Linked DNA regions of Sus scrofa: region 2 is linked to region 1. The links are chromatin contacts, called in public HiChIP or PLAC-seq maps. All regions are on one chromosome and are shown on one strand. The core of a region is the stretch at or near the end of the contact, and the rest is flanking DNA. Distances in the headings are between cores, read along the strand shown.

Evidence for each region. HiChIP or PLAC-seq counts read pairs in DNA pulled down with a chosen protein or histone mark.
Region 2: a contact with region 1 is called in an H3K27ac HiChIP or PLAC-seq map of alveolar macrophages. The contact joins two enhancer-like sites. A contact is called at or near these places in 3 of 47 Hi-C or Micro-C datasets (embryonic fibroblasts, fibroblasts and liver) and 1 of 2 datasets of contacts at active chromatin or transcription factors (alveolar macrophages).

The regions. Positions count from the first base shown.
Region 1 is chr1:84,390,787-84,395,975 of Sscrofa11.1, forward strand. No RefSeq gene overlaps it. Among named protein-coding and RNA genes, the nearest start is that of RPL18, 15 kb to the left of the region's middle. Within about 2 kb of position 1,950, at least 31 of the 83 cell types and tissues checked have an H3K27ac peak or open chromatin away from gene starts, as enhancers often do. A contact at or near this core is called in alveolar macrophages and liver, where this site is marked.
Region 2 is chr1:84,522,964-84,528,152 of Sscrofa11.1, forward strand. No RefSeq gene overlaps it. Among named protein-coding and RNA genes, the nearest start is that of FAM46A, 19 kb to the right of the region's middle. Within about 2 kb of position 3,193, at least 9 of the 83 cell types and tissues checked have an H3K27ac peak or open chromatin away from gene starts, as enhancers often do. A contact at or near this core is called in alveolar macrophages and liver, where this site is marked.

The sequences.
Region 1 (5,189 bases), core at 700-3,199:
AATAAACTTCCATCCCACCACCCCTGAGAGTAAACTGCATTTGAAGCATACTCTACAGGAGCCATCAGATACTTTGGAGAATCCAAGTAATTGGTTTTGAACTAATGGAGATGATCTAGTGGGGCTTGGAAACTGCAAATCAAACCAAGCAATAATGTTGGTTTAAGGAGTTAGATTGTAAACTTTAAAAAAAGTCGTTTTTAATCTGTATATAGATCGTTGTTGCCAATAAAAACCATTGGTATTTATTGATATATTGAAAAAAAGATGTTTGATCTTTTTTGATATATTAAAAAAAAGATTTTTTACTATCACCGGAAATTGTTTAACCAGGAATGGCTTGACTGCCTGGTGTTCTGTGTTGAGAAGGGTTCTGAGGCTGAGTTTGAATCAGAGGAAAAGAATATTACGGCTGAAAAATAACTGTTATAATAATAATAATAATAACAATAATAATAATGTGTACTTTATTCTCCCTTTATTTTGTGTTGGGTATATTTTCCCTGTTTTATTCATGAATTGAGTGCACATGGGCTAAATAACTTGCCAAAAATACATGGTAGACCTAGGATTCTGAGACTAAATCCCTCAGAAAAGACTACCAGTTCTTGTGGTACTGTGGACAAACATACAGCTTCTCAGGACCTTCGTCTTCTCATTTCTGTAGAGCTTAGGACTGCATTGCTTTCTAAACTCTCTTTCGGCTCAGATGGACATTCGTGTCTGAACAGTCCACTTAAATACCTCACACCCTGGCAAGCTTGCCCTCCTTTCAACTCCAGGAATATTCATTATAATTTGGCCATTCTGTGCTATTTGGGGAGCTACATGACTGGGTATCCTTTTATTCTAGACTCTGTTTCTCCAGATGCAAGGAAACGCTATGGAAGAGGAATGAATCCTTGCTACACTGCCTCTCCTACAGTAGCTGGCTTGGCCCCCGACACATGGCAAACATATGATAAACATTGGCGGATTGTGTGATATGGTTCAGGCCACCACACTGTCTTCTATTTTAACAGGCTGAACCTAGTATTTGCCACCGACCCAGGAGCAAACAGCTGGCTGTTTCTGAGTCAGTTCTACCTGGGGTGTGTTAAATCTGTGATCTAGAATTGAAGGTACCCTCTACCCCCCAGCCCTTGCTCCCGCCCCCTCTGACCATTATGAATGCCTGTTTATCTTCTTGCCTTCATCAACAGCAGCTATTCATTTAGCAGCCTGACTTAAGACATTCCATGTATATACTCAATGAAGGCTTTCTTTCACTATTATTTTTCTGCGGAGGGTAAAATGCTGTCTTGTTTTTCCAGTTCTCCTCCTAAGTGTGATGATTTAGATGTTCCTGCTGTTCATTGGCAGGTTTTCCGTTTCCTTCTAGCTTCTAGAAGAAGCTCCTAATAAGCCTCTTGCTTTTGAGGCTCCCAGTTCATTAATAACATAGAATTTCAGCAATGCCTGATGTTCCAGACCTTTAGCTCTTCCTTTTCCTTCCAAGAGAAAACAACAAACAAACAAGCAGGCAAAGGAAAACTTTCATTCGCTGCTGTCGCTGACTCTGTCCTGTCTGCCTTAAGATCTTAACAGAGAATTTATGCAAGAAACTCAGATTCAGTTTTGCAGTTAGGCTGAAGGCTTACATATTTGACCCCAGCTTTCAAAATGAGTCTGCTTCCGCATTTTTTTTTTCCTCTCTCTCTACCCCCCCCCCACCCCATGTGCAGTATTTTTCAATGGTACTTCATGCTTCTAAGTATGCTTTTTCCTTCTTTCTAATTAATATTGACCGGGTTCCCGAGTATACAGGGAAAAATTCTAGGGACTGTGTGGATGGAACGTAGAGAGGAAAATGTTCCTGCCCCATCCTTTCTGTTGGGCTTCTGGCTCTCAATGATGCCATTCATTCTCCCTGCCCTCTGGCCCCTTACACAACTTTCTCTCATTCACATGGGGCCAGAGAGCATCAATGCCCTTTTGTCCTACTTCCCTCAGAGCCTTGCTGTGGCTCAGAGCACAGCAGAGCTGTCGGCAGCACGGATGCCATTCCTGTCAAACCTGCTGTTTTTCGTGTCCTCTGATGAACCAGCAGTCTGTACAACGGTGTCTTCCCAGAGCACGTTTTCTGAATGTGAGGCCTGACTGTCTGTCTTCAGGTTCTGCTGGTTAGGAGGCAGGGCTGAGCAGAGAGCCAGGCCTGCACCCCTCTGTGGGTCCCTCAGCCCCTTGGTCAATTCACCTTCCAGTTCTCACATATCCTACCCCAGCCGTGACTGTGGTTCTCATTTTTCTGACTTCTGGATGTCTTTTTTTTTTTTTTTTCCCTGTTTTTGCGTCAGGGCTTACAAATTCCTGTACCTCAAAAATACAGAGAGATAACTGCCCAGACACACAGACACACACACACACAGACACACAAATACATTTCTGCCTCCTCTAAACACGCATATCCGTATGCTTATCCTCCTATCCATGTTCACAGATGCATGCTGAGCCTGCCCCAGTGCTCTTGCCCAGGCATGAAGGATGTATTATTTGCTCTTTGAGAAATTCTAAGTTTCATTTCTTGTGAAATAGTCTTGGGCTTCAGACTCAAGTCCAATATGTGTGAGTCATACAGATTAGAGAGATGGGTTCCGCGAATCTGTGAGGTAACTGCAAGCTCTTCCCAGCCTTCCTGGACGTCTCCCCATCTCATCAACTGTGGGACGTTGGGAGTGATAGCATTGCCTGTCATAAACTTTAATTATACAAGCTGGAGGCATTTACGAGCTTTCTTCTAAAAGACAGAAAACTAGAGATGCCAGTTCTTTTAGGTTCGGAGGTACTCAGCACTGCTCCACTTGCAGGTATAGACATTTTTTTTCCCTTCCAAATGTTTCCCTCTTGAAATTTGGAAAGTTGAAGCTTTGAGTTAACCCAAAATTCACTAATGGGGATTTGTCCTTATCTGTGACTTCAGAGAGTGAACTTTTTTCTTTTCTTGTCATGGAAGCACATTCAGGAATTGTTCCTTGCCTTTATTTTCCTAAACAGTTATTGAAAGTTCATTCCATTGTGCTGAATACAACAGTGTTCAAGACTTCACAGCACAAAGATGCAGTTTATTACCTCCTAGGTATTATCTAATATGTTGAAGAGAGATGAGAGCTTTCCCCAATCCCCTCCATCTCCCTGACCCCTGTCCCCAGTTTTAGGAACTTCTTCCAATTTATTTGCTGGGCCCCTTGACTCTCCGACCCCATTTCTAACTTGACTTCAGCTGTATTCTCAACTTGCTTGTTAGTACCTATTGAGCACTTAACTATATGTTAGACTAGTGCTAGGGATAAAAAGATCACTAAGAAGCGATTCTGCCTTAGTTAAACCCAGGTTCTGGGGTAGTGGGGGGTGGATTTGGGGAGGGGGTCACATGTGCACACTTAATATATAATATAATGTGCTTAAATCTCTAGGAGGAGGAGTTCCTGTCATGGCTCAGAGAAAATGAATCCATGAGGACACAGGTTCAATCCCTGACCTCGCTCAGTGGGTTAAGGATCCGGCATTTCCTTGAGCTGTGGTGTAGGTCACAGACACGGCCTGGATCTCACATTGCTGTGACTGTGGTTGACAGCTGCAGCTCCAATTCAACCCCTAGCCTGAGATCCTCCATATGCTGAGGTGCAGCCCTAAAAAGACAAAAAAAAAAAAAAAAATCTCTGAGAGGAAAGAAATCTATTTAGTGGGACACCCCATGTGAAAGTTTCGAACTCTGCTTAGGGGTGTCTGTTGGAAAAAAAAGGCATTATGAAGGATATTTGAGTTAGCTTTGAAGAATGAGCAACAGCTCACCACAACCTGGTGAGGAGAAGGGCATTTCAGACAGGCCAGGTGACCATTCATTCAAACGTTTATTATTTATTTATTTATTTATTTAAAGTTCATAAGCTCTGTAGTGATACCATTTTTAAATTAAAGTATAGTTGATTTACAATGTTGTGCCAGTTTCTGCTCTACAGCAAAGTGACTCAGTCATACACATATATACATTCTTTTCAAACACTTATTGGCCTTGAGTAGGCCAGGCTGGTTTGAAGAAGGTAAGAAAATTGGTTGACTTCCATCATGATGCAGTGAGTTAAGAATCTGACTGCCTCAGTTGGGGTTGCGGCAGAAGTGTGGGTTTGATTCCTGGCCTGGCACTATAGGTTAAAGGATCCCATGTTGTTGCTGCAGCTGTGAGGTACAGGTTTCAGCTGTGGCTCAGATTCAATCCCTGGCCTGGGAATCTCCATATGCCACAGGTGCGGCCATAAAATTGAAAAGAAGAAGAAGAATAAAGAGGTAAGAAAATTGGTATGGGATAAACAACAAGGAGCTACTGTATAGCACAGGGAACTATATTCAATATTGATAAACCATAATGGAAAAGAATTTTAAAAAGAATGTATACACAGATATGAAGAAATCACTTTGTTGTACACAGAAATTAACACAGTGTAAATCACCTCTACTTCAAAAAAAATTTTTTTTTAAATTAGCTTTTCCTTGAGTGCATCAGAAAACAAAACAAAACAAAACATGGGCCTGTCAAGAAAAATGTCGTAAGGTCATTTCTTCATCTTCTAATAAACAGCTCTGACACATTCAATAAAAAAAATAATGGTAAATAAAAAAATTTTAAAAAGGAAATTGATATGGTTGGAGTGTAAGAGATATGACTGCAGAGTCTAAAATATTTTACTAGCTTCCCACTGTCATGTAAATAATGATAGATTATTCTGCTTTATTGAACACACAGTCACATCGATAAGAACAGGTATGCCTATTGTCCTTGTCACTCCTCTACTTAGTACCAACAGTCTCAAAAGAGTTAAGAAAGTCAGTTAACCAATGTTCCCCTTCTCAAACGCCGACTCTGGTTAATCTACTCCTCAAGGTCTTTATCTGATGGCGATAACCCCAGGCCTTCCTCTTACTTGTCTGTTCCAGGGCTAAGGACTTCAGACCATCAGTCTCTCCTCTATTTGTATCAGCTCCCTGGCTCACTGCCAGGAATCACCAGCTACTAGTTTCCAAACAGAGTTGGTTTGGTCAGTTTTGCATACCAATTTAGAGATTTATAACTTATTCTCCAAAAAGGTAGCTTTAGCAAAAACTGACTATTGAGACTGGCATATATTATACATATTTCCCCTTTTCCTTGAAGA
Region 2 (5,189 bases), core at 1,943-4,442, 130 kb after region 1:
TTTGTAATTTTTCACCTGTGGTTCAGGCTAGCACACTTTCCCCCAGAAGGATGATTTCAAAAGTGGGTAGTGGTACTTACCCCACAATGTAATTCTCCTTCCAACGATTCAATTCTGGCTCTTATACCCAGTGAGGCAGAGTTGTCTTTATCTCAGCTGGGGACTCTGGTGGCACTATTGATGATTGCATGAAATTGAAAGATGGGGACAATTCCTGCTTAAACAGGAGGGCTAAGGATTTTGTTCATTTTTGAAAGTTCAGTTTCTAGAGCAGTGCCCAGTATATTGTAGGTACTCTGTGAATATGAATATAAATAATGGATAGGGATTTACAGTATTAGGAAGTTTTCTTAAAAGCAAAACCTAAATTTTTGTTAAATCACATTGAAGTAACACTTATTTGTGTGCTTCTGCCCAAAATAAGTGTGTTAGAAATGTTTTCTTGCAGATGTTGGAAAAAAAATGTATCCTACAGTGATTCAGAGACTAGGCCCAGATAATCCTCACTTCACACTTCTTAGCCATGTGACTTTTCCTTGTCTTTGTACCTCAGTTCCCTGTTCTATAAAATAAAGGCTAAATACTAGTATCATACTAGTGTTTTTTTTCCTCATCAAATCATCGGAATAAGTTGATATTTAAAACATTTACATCAGTGCCTATTTCATACAAGACACTAGGATGCTAGCTATTAATCTTATCCTAATATTTTAATATCCCTAATATATTTATATTATCTCTAATACAATAATTTAGCACATTGTCTGAAATGTGGTGGTTGTTGAGTGACTAAATGATGTTTATATTTTAGAAAAAAATTAAACTGTTTACTATTTAGAGTCCTTCAGAAGATATTGCAAAAGAGTATAATGACTAAAAATGTCATCACTTGGAAGTTCCCTTCGTGGCTCAGTGGAAACTAATCCCACTACCATCCATGAGGATGTGGGTTCGATCCCTGGCCTCGCCCAGTGGGCTGGGGATCAGCATTGCCATGAGCTGTGGTGTAGGTTGCGGACACGGCTCAGATCCCATGTTGCTGTGGCTGTGGTGTAGGCTGGCAGCTGTAACTCTGATTTGACCCCTAGCCTGGGAACCTCCATATGCTGCAGCTTGGCCCTAAAAAAGCAAAAAAAAAAAAAAACCCAAAAAACAAAAAAAAAAAACCAAAAACAAAACAAAAAAACACATGTTACCACTTGACTGGTCTAGTCATTAACACCCTAAGTGGAACAATTATAAGGATGAATAAGCCTTTGTCATTGACCTCTCTGGAGCTGCAGTGCAAACATATTTGTATAGGAAGGAGGCATTGTTTTCCCCTTTTAAAGTCGGCTGTGTCTACCTTGGCGAAGTTTAGAGGCTCTGAGCATTTGATGTTGGGAATCCAAAGAAAATACAGCTTGAGAGTGAGGTAGAAGAGTGGCTTGCCAAGATGTGTTTGCACCATTTTCCCTTCCACCTATACCTACTCACAAGTATACCACAGAGGTAACTCCATACTTACTTCATAGTATTAAGTATGGCTTTCTCTCATGAGAATAAATCCACATTGGCTAAATGTATGGGTATTTTTCCTAATAGTCAAACCCAACGATTCCTTTTTGGCCCCCTCCTTGATTCTCCAAAGTGTTTCTGGTGTGTTGTCCTTTGTGAAAGTACTATACCCTCGGAAGCTAAAATCCTCCCTCTAACCCCTACCATAATTGTCTCCATGGGCTAAAATCCTCCCTCTAACCCCTACCATAGTTGTCTCCGTGGGCTAAAAATCCTCCCTCTAACCCCTACCATAGTTGTCTCCGTGGGCTGTTCCTCTCTGCTTCTCACTTCCATGTAGTGGCTCATTTTTCTTTGCTTCCCAGTGATCTATATTTAGATCTCTCTTCTTATAAATTTTACCTTCATCCATGTTTTACAGTATCATATATTAACTAGTGAAGTAGGCTAAAGAATGGGCTCCAAGGATATCAAGTTCCAATCCTTGGAATTTATAGATGTTAGCTGGTAGACAGGATTAAGACAACGGTCTTAACATGGAGAGAGTATCCTGGATTATTTTGCATTACGGAGAGGGGACTTCAGTGTTAACATTTGCCTCTTTAAAAGAGAGAGGGAGATGAAGTTTTGATCTAGAAAGCAGAGGAGAAGACAATGTGAGGCAGAGAGTGGAATAATGAGGTTGCAATCCAGGAAACACCGGCAGCCATCAGAAGCTGGAAGAGGCAAGAAACGGATTCTTCCCCAGGGTCTCCAGAGGGAGGGGGCGTGGCCTGCCAGCACCATGACTTGGGTCCCATGATACTGATTCTGGATTTTGGACCTCTGGCCCCCACAACTGTGAGAGAATATACTTCTGTTGTTTTAAAGTCCAAATTGAACAGCAGCCACAGGAAACTAACAATCAGAAAAACTAAAATCTACCTCTGTAGTTAACCTTTTTTCTGAGCACCAGATCGATAAAACCAAAAATTTCTGGACATCATCAGATTTCTCACTTAATGCTCGTGCTAACCATTACGGAATACTTGCAGTGTGCAGCATAAAGCCTTAGAGAAATATGATTTCATGTAATTCTCATTCTAATACTCACTCCAATCTGATGAGGTAAATGCTTTATTATCTTCATGTTAGAATAAGGGACTTAAGACACAAAGAATATAAGTAGCTGGACCAAGGTTGTAAAGATGGTAAGTATTAGAGCTGGATTTGCAGCCCAGTGTGATCTGGCGTCAGAGTCAATCAGTAACAGTGATCTGCTGCTTCAAATTATCTGATTTTGTGGGCTAGGCAGAGCTTGTGACACATCCAAGCAGCAGTGTCTAGACCCCTGAGGACAGATCACTTTAGATAAAAAATCTTGACAGAACCCCCACAGCCTACAAAGGCTTTGTCCAGTTCTTTGCAGTCATAGAAGGGGCAATTTGCTGCTCTTGTTCAAACAGCAAAGTATCTGAGGCTAGAACACTTCCCAAATCTTATGTAGTTTCAGAATTAGACCCTGCGTCATGAGGGTGCTTTGAGCATGAACTGAATTACTGTTGCCTTCTAAAAGCCTCATGTTTATTAACGAACTCTGTTCACAGAGTGCTATGGCTATCCTATTTCTATGGTCACTCGCCCTAGGTTGCTACTGGGCTCTGGGGCAAAACAGAGAAACTGAAACTGAAAGCATCACCCCATAGTATTTATAGTTTGACCTTGTGTGCCAAGTGTGATACATCTGGAGGCCCGGGACCCTGAGGTGTCCAGGAGGCCCCTCTTGGTTCTTCCCTTAGAGTCACTCTTGAAACGTGGACAGTAAGTACGATAGCTCCAGTATCTTTGTCACCTACTAGGTGCCCAGCAGCTACCCTATGCTATCCATTTAATCCTTTCCACATTTCTGCAAAGCAAGTATTATTGCCGTTATAGAGATGAGGAAACTGACGCTTAAGAGAGGTGAACTAATTTGTCCAAGTTCACAGACCTTTTTGGTGGCAGGGTAGAGCTAGGATTTAAAGGATCAGACAAAATTATTAAACTGGATTAAAGCATTTCTTAACATAATCTAAGTTGCTTCAGGTTGCCTTGGGTGGTGCTGGAGGAGGGGTAGGAGGGAAGAAGGTGCTTCCTGTTTCAGGAAGATGTCCCCTCCATTCTCCAGGGAGACAGATATCATGATTTCTGCCTCTGAGATTGCCTCTGCTTGTGCACAGAGGACTTTAGTGATAACACTTGTATTATTGTTTATGACATATGTATAAGTATCCACAGGTTACCAAGTATACCTTAGCATCAAAGAGTTCTTTCCACCAGTGGGGGAGGGTAGGAACCTGCCCTCATCCTCTAAATTCTGTCTTGGGATATAGACTTTGTGCAGAGGTGGATCTCCTAGGAAGCTAAAGACATTTAAATCTTTGGGGATTCTCATTTGTTCAGGCATATGCTTCTGCAACATTTGGAAAAGTGAAACAATTTAACCATATGCTATCTCTCTCTGTTTGGAATTCCTCTCCACCTCCCTTCACACTGGGTGGTGTCAGATGAGTTGAGGACACTTTGGGTATTTGGTGAATGGCGAATTGAACTGGGAATCCTTTTAGAGTGGGTTTGGTGGGATGTATTTATGTGGATTGCCATTGCTTCCAGGTGTAGCTAAGCTGGGTTACCTGACCTCATGCAGGAGCACTTTCAGAAATACTTCCACTGCCCACTCATATGGGGTCATGGAATAAGGACATAGGATTAGAGGTTTCAATGAGATCTGAGCATGCTCTTATAATGCCAGATGTATGTGGCTATACAGGATTAAAAAAGGTTCCAAATTGTTCAGAGCCAAAAGCTTCCTTATGGAAAGTTCTTCACATCATCCTACATGAAAAATTGTAGGCAAATCTCTGGTTCTCATGGATGAATGTGGTTAACTCAAAAGTTCTCTCCTATCAAGGAGATTCATGAGGGAGCAATCAGAGTTTGCAACCAAAAAACAAAACAAAAAAACAAGAAACGTACTAAAAATATACTAATATACCACAGGGGTATATCAGGAAGGTAATAAAAAAACATTATTTTTATGGAGTTTGTGATGTTTGTGGTATTTTCCAGCGTTTTAAGAATATATTTTGTGGAGATTTCTTATTTATTTATTTGTTTATTTGGCTGCCAATGGCATGTGGAAGTTCCCTCCTGGGTCAGGGATTGAACCCCACAGTGGTGACCCAAGCTGCTGCAAGTGCTCTTTTCTTTTTCTAATTAAATAATCACATTTGTATCTACTGCTTATTATCTTGTACTCTTTCTGTGAAAGAGGGCTCCTGCCATTGTGTAAGTTTCAGATCTCACAAATCTGATATCTGCCTCTATCCCTATGGCCCTTAAAAATGAACTAACTAATCAGATCCTTTGCAAATGGTAGTGGCAGAAGAAAGATGGAAGAATCCAGGCCTGTGGGCTGCCAGGGGAGTGGGCTTGGAATGTACCAGGGCCTTGGACTGTCTGGTTCTGGTGTGAACCATCAGGTCCCAGACACTGCCTGGCTCCCAAGCTTCACTAACACTGTCACTTTTTTTCCTGCAAGGCTGGTCTAATGAAGAGGCAGTTGCTGTCACTTTTTGGAATAGGGAAGCCTTCCCCAACTTGCTACCACATCGAATCTCTTCTCTACCTCCTACTAGGCTTCCAAGGTTTGACATACACACAGGCAGGACTTT